2 separate regions of the Hordeum vulgare genome follow, and region 1 is linked to region 2. The links are chromatin contacts, called in public Hi-C maps. All regions are on one chromosome and are shown on one strand. The core of a region is the stretch at or near the end of the contact, and the rest is flanking DNA. Distances in the headings are between cores, read along the strand shown.

Evidence for each region. A called contact is a pair of places that touch in the nucleus more often than the background predicts.
Region 1: a Hi-C map of leaf shows a contact between it and region 2, with 5 times the contacts expected there. The contact joins the enhancer-like site here to the promoter of LOC123448728 in region 2. A contact is called at or near these places in 2 of 6 Hi-C or Micro-C datasets (leaf and seedling).

Annotation. Positions count from the first base shown.
Region 1 is chr4H:400,500,447-400,503,399 of MorexV3_pseudomolecules_assembly, reverse strand. It overlaps LOC123448731 (COP1-interacting protein 7-like), which reads right to left. Exons shown (of 11, transcript XM_045125718.1): 9 at 2,780-2,953; 10 at 2,396-2,476; 11 at 1,835-2,282. The coding sequence ends at 2,215. It overlaps LOC123448732 (2,3-bisphosphoglycerate-independent phosphoglycerate mutase-like), which reads left to right. Exons shown (of 9, transcript XM_045125720.1): 5 at 1-51; 6 at 145-337; 7 at 554-649; 8 at 780-935; 9 at 1,042-2,090. The coding sequence ends at 1,248. Among protein-coding and RNA genes, the nearest start is that of LOC123448731, 7.1 kb to the right of the region's middle. Within about 2 kb of position 1,344, at least 1 of the 3 cell types and tissues checked has open chromatin away from gene starts, as enhancers often do. A contact at or near this core is called in leaf, where this site is marked.
Region 2 is chr4H:399,641,951-399,644,928 of MorexV3_pseudomolecules_assembly, reverse strand. It overlaps LOC123448728 (protein transport protein yos1-like), which reads left to right and starts at 1,396. Exons shown (of 3, transcript XM_045125708.1): 1 at 1,396-1,505; 2 at 1,944-1,982.

The sequences.
Region 1 (2,953 bases), core at 95-2,594, 860 kb before region 2:
GACGTCCGGTGAGTACCTGGCGCACAATGGCGTACGCATCTACGCTTGCAGGTACACACTTTCAGGTGTGCTGTGTAAAGAGCCTCTCTTATCTCTCAACATTCTAGTATATACTTGAGCATATCTTGTGGTTTTGACATGTAGCGAGACTGTGAAATTTGGTCATGTCACCTTTTTCTGGAACGGGAACCGGTCGGGCTGCTTCAACCCAAACCTCGAGAAATACGAAGAAATTCCAAGTGACACTGGTATAGCCTTTAATGAACAGCCAAGAATGAAGGCCGTGGAAGTTGCAGAGAAGGCACGGGGTGCCATCCTAAGTGGCAAATTTGATCAGGTACTTGGCACAATGAGATGCTCCTCAAGCATAAGTCCATGCATGCATGTGCAAGTAGACAAATGAGATAGTACTCATTTGTACAACCTCTCTACCAAAATAATTGTATTTATTATTATTATTATTTTGGTACAGAGGGAGTAACTGTTAGCAACTACTCGTACTACGGTACTGGTGTCTAGTAGTAGTGAAAAGAATGACGTGGTGGTTTTGTAGGTACGGGTAAACATCCCGAATGGAGACATGGTTGGGCACACAGGTGACCTTGAAGCCACCATCGTTGGGTGCAAGGCCGCTGATGAAGCCGTCAAGGTACGTACGTACGTACGCATGGCATCCCCGCAGTGCACGCCTATCACGAATGGAGCTGGTGTTGACGCGTGAAAGGATGTGCTTGCTTGCTTACTACTGTATGATGGTCACAATTGTCTCTCTGATTCAGATTATTCTTGACGCCATCGAACAAGTAGGCGGCATCTTCGTGGTCACCGCAGACCATGGCAATGCCGAGGACATGGTGAAAAGAGACAAATCCGGGAAACCAATTCGCGACAAAGACGGGAATGTGCAGCCCCTTACCTCGCACACACTGAATCCAGTGAGTCCGCATCGGATATGCTTGTTTGCTTCATCATCCCACGTCCAACGACGACGAGTGTCTCGAGTTCTCACCGTCTTTCTTAACTGAACCCGGCACGCTGCAGGTCCCCATCGCCATCGGAGGTCCAGGGCTTGCGCCAGGGGCTGGATTCCGGAAGGACCTTCCGGATGCCGGGCTCGCTAACGTTGCGGCCACACTCATCAACCTCCATGGTTTTGAGGCCCCTCGTCACTATGAGCCAACTCTTATCCAAGTCTCTGGCGCCTCCCTTCTGAATCCTTCATCTGCCCCTCCCCTTCCCTTTCTCTAAGTCGCTGCTGGATACCTGTGATGGGCACGGCCATGCTTATGTGTGCAGTAGTAAATAAATGTCCACCTGGGCTCACCTATGTATTTTTTTTCTTCCCTTTGAATGGACTGATGTCCACCACTTCTGTCTGTATCTATGTGTGGCGTGATCGTATGCGGTTGCGGTGTCTATTTCGGGCCTCTTTTTCCTGGGTAGAGGTTTGTTGAAAAAGCATTTCAGATCATGGTAACCGAGTGAAATCTAATCAGGAGCGTTTACTCAAATTTAGTGAGAATCTTGACGCCAAACAGCTAAATGAGAACAAATTTAGTGAGAATCTTGACGCCAAACAGCTAAATGAGGACAAATTTAGTGAGAATCTTGACGCCAAACAGCTAAATGAGGACAAATTTAGTGAGAATCTTGACGCCAAACAGCTAAATGAGAACAAATTTAGTGAGAATCTTGACGCAAAAAAGCTAAATGAGAACAAATTTAGTGAGAATCTTGACGCCAAAAAAGCTAAATGAGAACAAATTTAGTGAGAATCTTGACGCCAAACAGCTAAATGAGAACAAATTTAGTGAGAATCTTGACGCCAAACAGCTAAATGAGAACTTGGAACAACAAGTCATATAAGCCTTCAGAGTTTTAGCTTCAAATCTCAGAGGTTGGCGACACCAACAGTGGATCATCAATCAGTTCTAGTCAAGCTGCCTGATATAACCAACTAACTGGATGCAGTTAAATCTGTCTTCTGCGGCAGTTATCAGTCAAGATCACCAGCAAAAAGGAAAGAAGGAGAAAGGTAACATACCAGTCCTCTCAAACAACTCCAAAAATACTTAAAAGATGTACAGCAAGACGAAGGAGACAGCGGGAAAGCAGAACCGGATACAAACAACCTGGCTCCGTTCTCAACAATCAATCACCTCAAACCATTTTTACATCTAACGGGGCCACGTATAACAACGGCATGCATGCTATCTATCGAAGCTTTGACTCGGCGGTTTTGCTGCTCCGGAAGTTTGAGAGGGAGAAGAATGACCTTGATGCTGCTGCAAGTACAAAGAGGCACAAATGAATGTATTAGGGGTGCTTTCACGTCTACTCAACTCTAGATACAATACAAGTGAACATAATTTTGTTTTGGGTACAAGGAACTAGCCTTTAGTTGACGGTGCAGCTCCAGGTCTGTCCCGTAGCCTATCCGAGCTCGTGGCATTGAAGCTGTTGGTGGTTGATTGAGCTGAAAAATAGGAGGTTTAGATTCAACAATGTATACCTGGAATTTTATTCATATAGGAAAATAATTATTTCGTGAACATGACAAATATTCAGGGACAACGGTACTCTAGTGGCTGTATATTTCACAGAAACACATAGCTGTTCTGTTTATGTAGATTTGCTTTGCGTTATTACGTTGCCGCGTGCACATTTGGAAGGAACTTTAGATGCAAAATACTGAGAGGCTCAAGCACTAAAGCGTGAGCTTGAAAAACTACAGTATGTTAGATGAGAAGCTCTCACTGAATTATGGCTGGAAAAGTACCTGATAAGATGCTATTAGTCTTGGAACCATCAAAAGTTCTCCTGCTGGAATTTACACCATCACTAGCACCGGATTCTTCTTGTTCATCCTCTCCATCAGAAACCACCGATGGGCTTGCCAGACCATTAGTGTTGTTGTCTCCTTTGTTTTTCCGAGCAAATTTAAGAAGTCTCT
Region 2 (2,978 bases), core at 147-2,646:
AAAATTTTGATATTTCAAACTTTTTTTGAAAATACTAAACATTTTTTGAAAATGCAGAACAATTACTTAAAATGCCAAGCATTATTCTAAAAAACGAACTTTTTCTAAAAATTACAAACATTTTTTGAAGTTCTGAATGTTTTTGAAAAACTGCAAGTATTTGAATTTATAACATTTTCTAAAAAGAAAAAACATTTTTTGTATTTGAAAAAAGTAATTGAAAATCCGAAACATTTTTTTAAATCCAATACATTTTTTGAAAAAGAAACAGAAAACAATAAAGAAAAAACGAAAAAAACGGTTAGAAGCCTTTTAGAAATTTGCCAAAACAAAAAAACCGATCGAAAACCTCTAAATTCCCAAAACCGGAATCAGTTAAGCGCTAATGGAGCAGCCCATTAAATTCCCTTGCCTTCTTTTTTTCCCTGCGAGCGGTAAATAGAAGATTCCTGCACGGGCCCACTCATGGGACCTCCTATGCGCCGCTGGTTGCGGCAACTGCCGAGCGGATGCACAGGGGGTCGCCCCGACTGGGCCTGCCCAAGTTAGCCACCAGTAGCGAATGTGAAGACCACAAAAAAGATGTTAGCGATCAGCAATTAAAAAATCTGAAACATTTCAGGAAAAATATCAGAATATTATTTTTTAGTTTCAGAACATTTGTTCATAATTTGGAACATTTTTTTAAATTCCGGAACATTTATTTAAATCTGGAACATGTTTTTGAATTCTGGAACAGTTTTTAAAATTCCTGAACATTTTTTTAAAATTCTGGAACATATTTTGAATTTTGGAACATTTTTCAAATTCCAAAATATTTTTCCAAACTCTGAAACATTTTTTCAAATTCTGGAACATTTTTAAAATTTTAACCTCTTTTCACATTTTTAAAAATTCCAGAACATTTTTTAAAATTCCGAAACATTTTTTAAAATTCTGAAACATTTTTTTAATTGCTTGAACATTTTTAAAATTCTGGAACATTTATCAAATTTTGAAATATTTTTTAAATCCAAAACACTTTTTGAAATTTCGGAACATTTTTTCAAAATTCAGAACATTGTTAAAACAGAAACAGAAAAAAAACAAAAAAGAATAATAAAAAACTAGTTCTGGAAATCTTCTAGAAAGTTATCAAAACCGAAAAAAACCGGTTGAAAACCTCTACAAGGTTCCCAAAACCGAAGCTGTTGGCATGTAAATGGACCGGTGCATTACCAAACGCAGCGTGGGAGCCCCTGTGCGAAGCCTGCACATTTAGACACATAATGCGGCGAATAGGGATTTACCCCATCCATCGCGGCAATACGAAGGCTGCACAGTTCAAAAATAAAATAAAATACAGAGGCCTGCACCTTCAATTTCGGCCTAATTGGCTGCAAAAAGAAACGTTTCGGGCCTTTTCTTTCCTCCTTCCACCACGAGACAGAGGAAGGGGTCGAGAGAGGACAGAGGTGGCAGCCAGATCGACGCAGCGCCCAGGCAGATCCTGCACGGCGGAGCAGGTATGGTCTTCGCCCTTCAGTTCCCTTCTTCCTCCGCAGCTGATCCTTGCCCTCCTCCGGTGCCATCCCTTTCCGTTCTCTCCGGCGCTGCTTGCCGCAGTCAGATTCCATCTGACCACTGCAGCCCGCGGCTGCAGTCCCATCCGTCGTCGCCCCTTCCCTTCCTTCCTGGACCTGCGAACTGCGGTGGCCCTCCGCCGGAGGCCATCTCTTCTCCCTTGGCCCTCCGCCCTCGCTGCCGCAGGCCATAACCAAGAGGGCTCCCCTTCTTGGTCCACCACAACGGCTCCCCTTCTTCCTCCATAATTCTTCCTCCACCCTTCTTCCTTAGCTCCTGGTCCTCCTCTGTGTAGCCAGCCCTCTACTTTTTCTCCCTCCCTCCCCTGGTTGTCTTGTTCATATTCATTTGCTAACCAATGTTGTGTTCTCTTGTTGCAGGTTGGCTCAAAAATTGGAACCCCTCTAGGCCGATCTGAGGTATGATGATGATGCAAAATTGTGCACCAGTAAGATAATGTATACTCCCTCCGTTCCTAAATATAAGTCTTTTTAGAGATTTCACTAGGGACTACGTACAGATGTATATAGACATATTTTAGAGTGTATCTTCACTCGTTTTGCTCCGTATGTAGTCCCCAGTAAAAACCACTAAAAAGACTTATATTTAGGAACGGAGGGAGTATGATGCATGCTTATGTGGTGGTCTGATGCATGCTTATGTGGTTGTCTGGTGCATTCTTGTGTGGTTTTGTCTGATGGATATGATGCTTGCTTATGTGTGATATCATGCATGCTTGTCATGTATTATATATTGAATGATGCATGGTTATATTGAATTTAGCCCAAAATTAACATGATACATGTGCATTGTAGCTGCATCATGTCACAAATGAATTTGATTGCTTCCGTTACCAAAGAGAACAAAGAAGAAAAAGGAAAAGGATCATATTGACAGGATGCATGTTGAGTCGGTTTGTCTTGTCCTAGCTTATCTTAGTACGCAGAGAGCACAGAAGAGTGTACGGTGCTTTAGTGATGAAGGAGCTTCGATATGTTCATAGGAAGTACTTGCTGAAAGAAATGTATGATGGGTCAGAAGTAACTTGCTATGATGAGTTGCCTTAACTAAAAGAAATTTCCATGATCTTTGCACGATGTTGTGTATGAAGTGTGGTCCTCGATTTCTAGAATATTTGATGATTTTTTTTACTATATAATCATCCAATTATAGTCACACATTCTACAACTTCTGTTTTCATGCATATACTAATGTTGCTATGCAACTCCATAGTTTGACACTCAAACATGATTCCATATTGAAACCTCAGGACGGTTCCGTGAGCTAATTTAATAGACATCCAAACAACTGAATTTGTATTCATGTCCATTACAGTTTCCTGGCTGAATTGGAATTGAAACAAATACAATGCGGGCCTCCGATACAGACATCCAATACGGAGAAACTTTATGGTG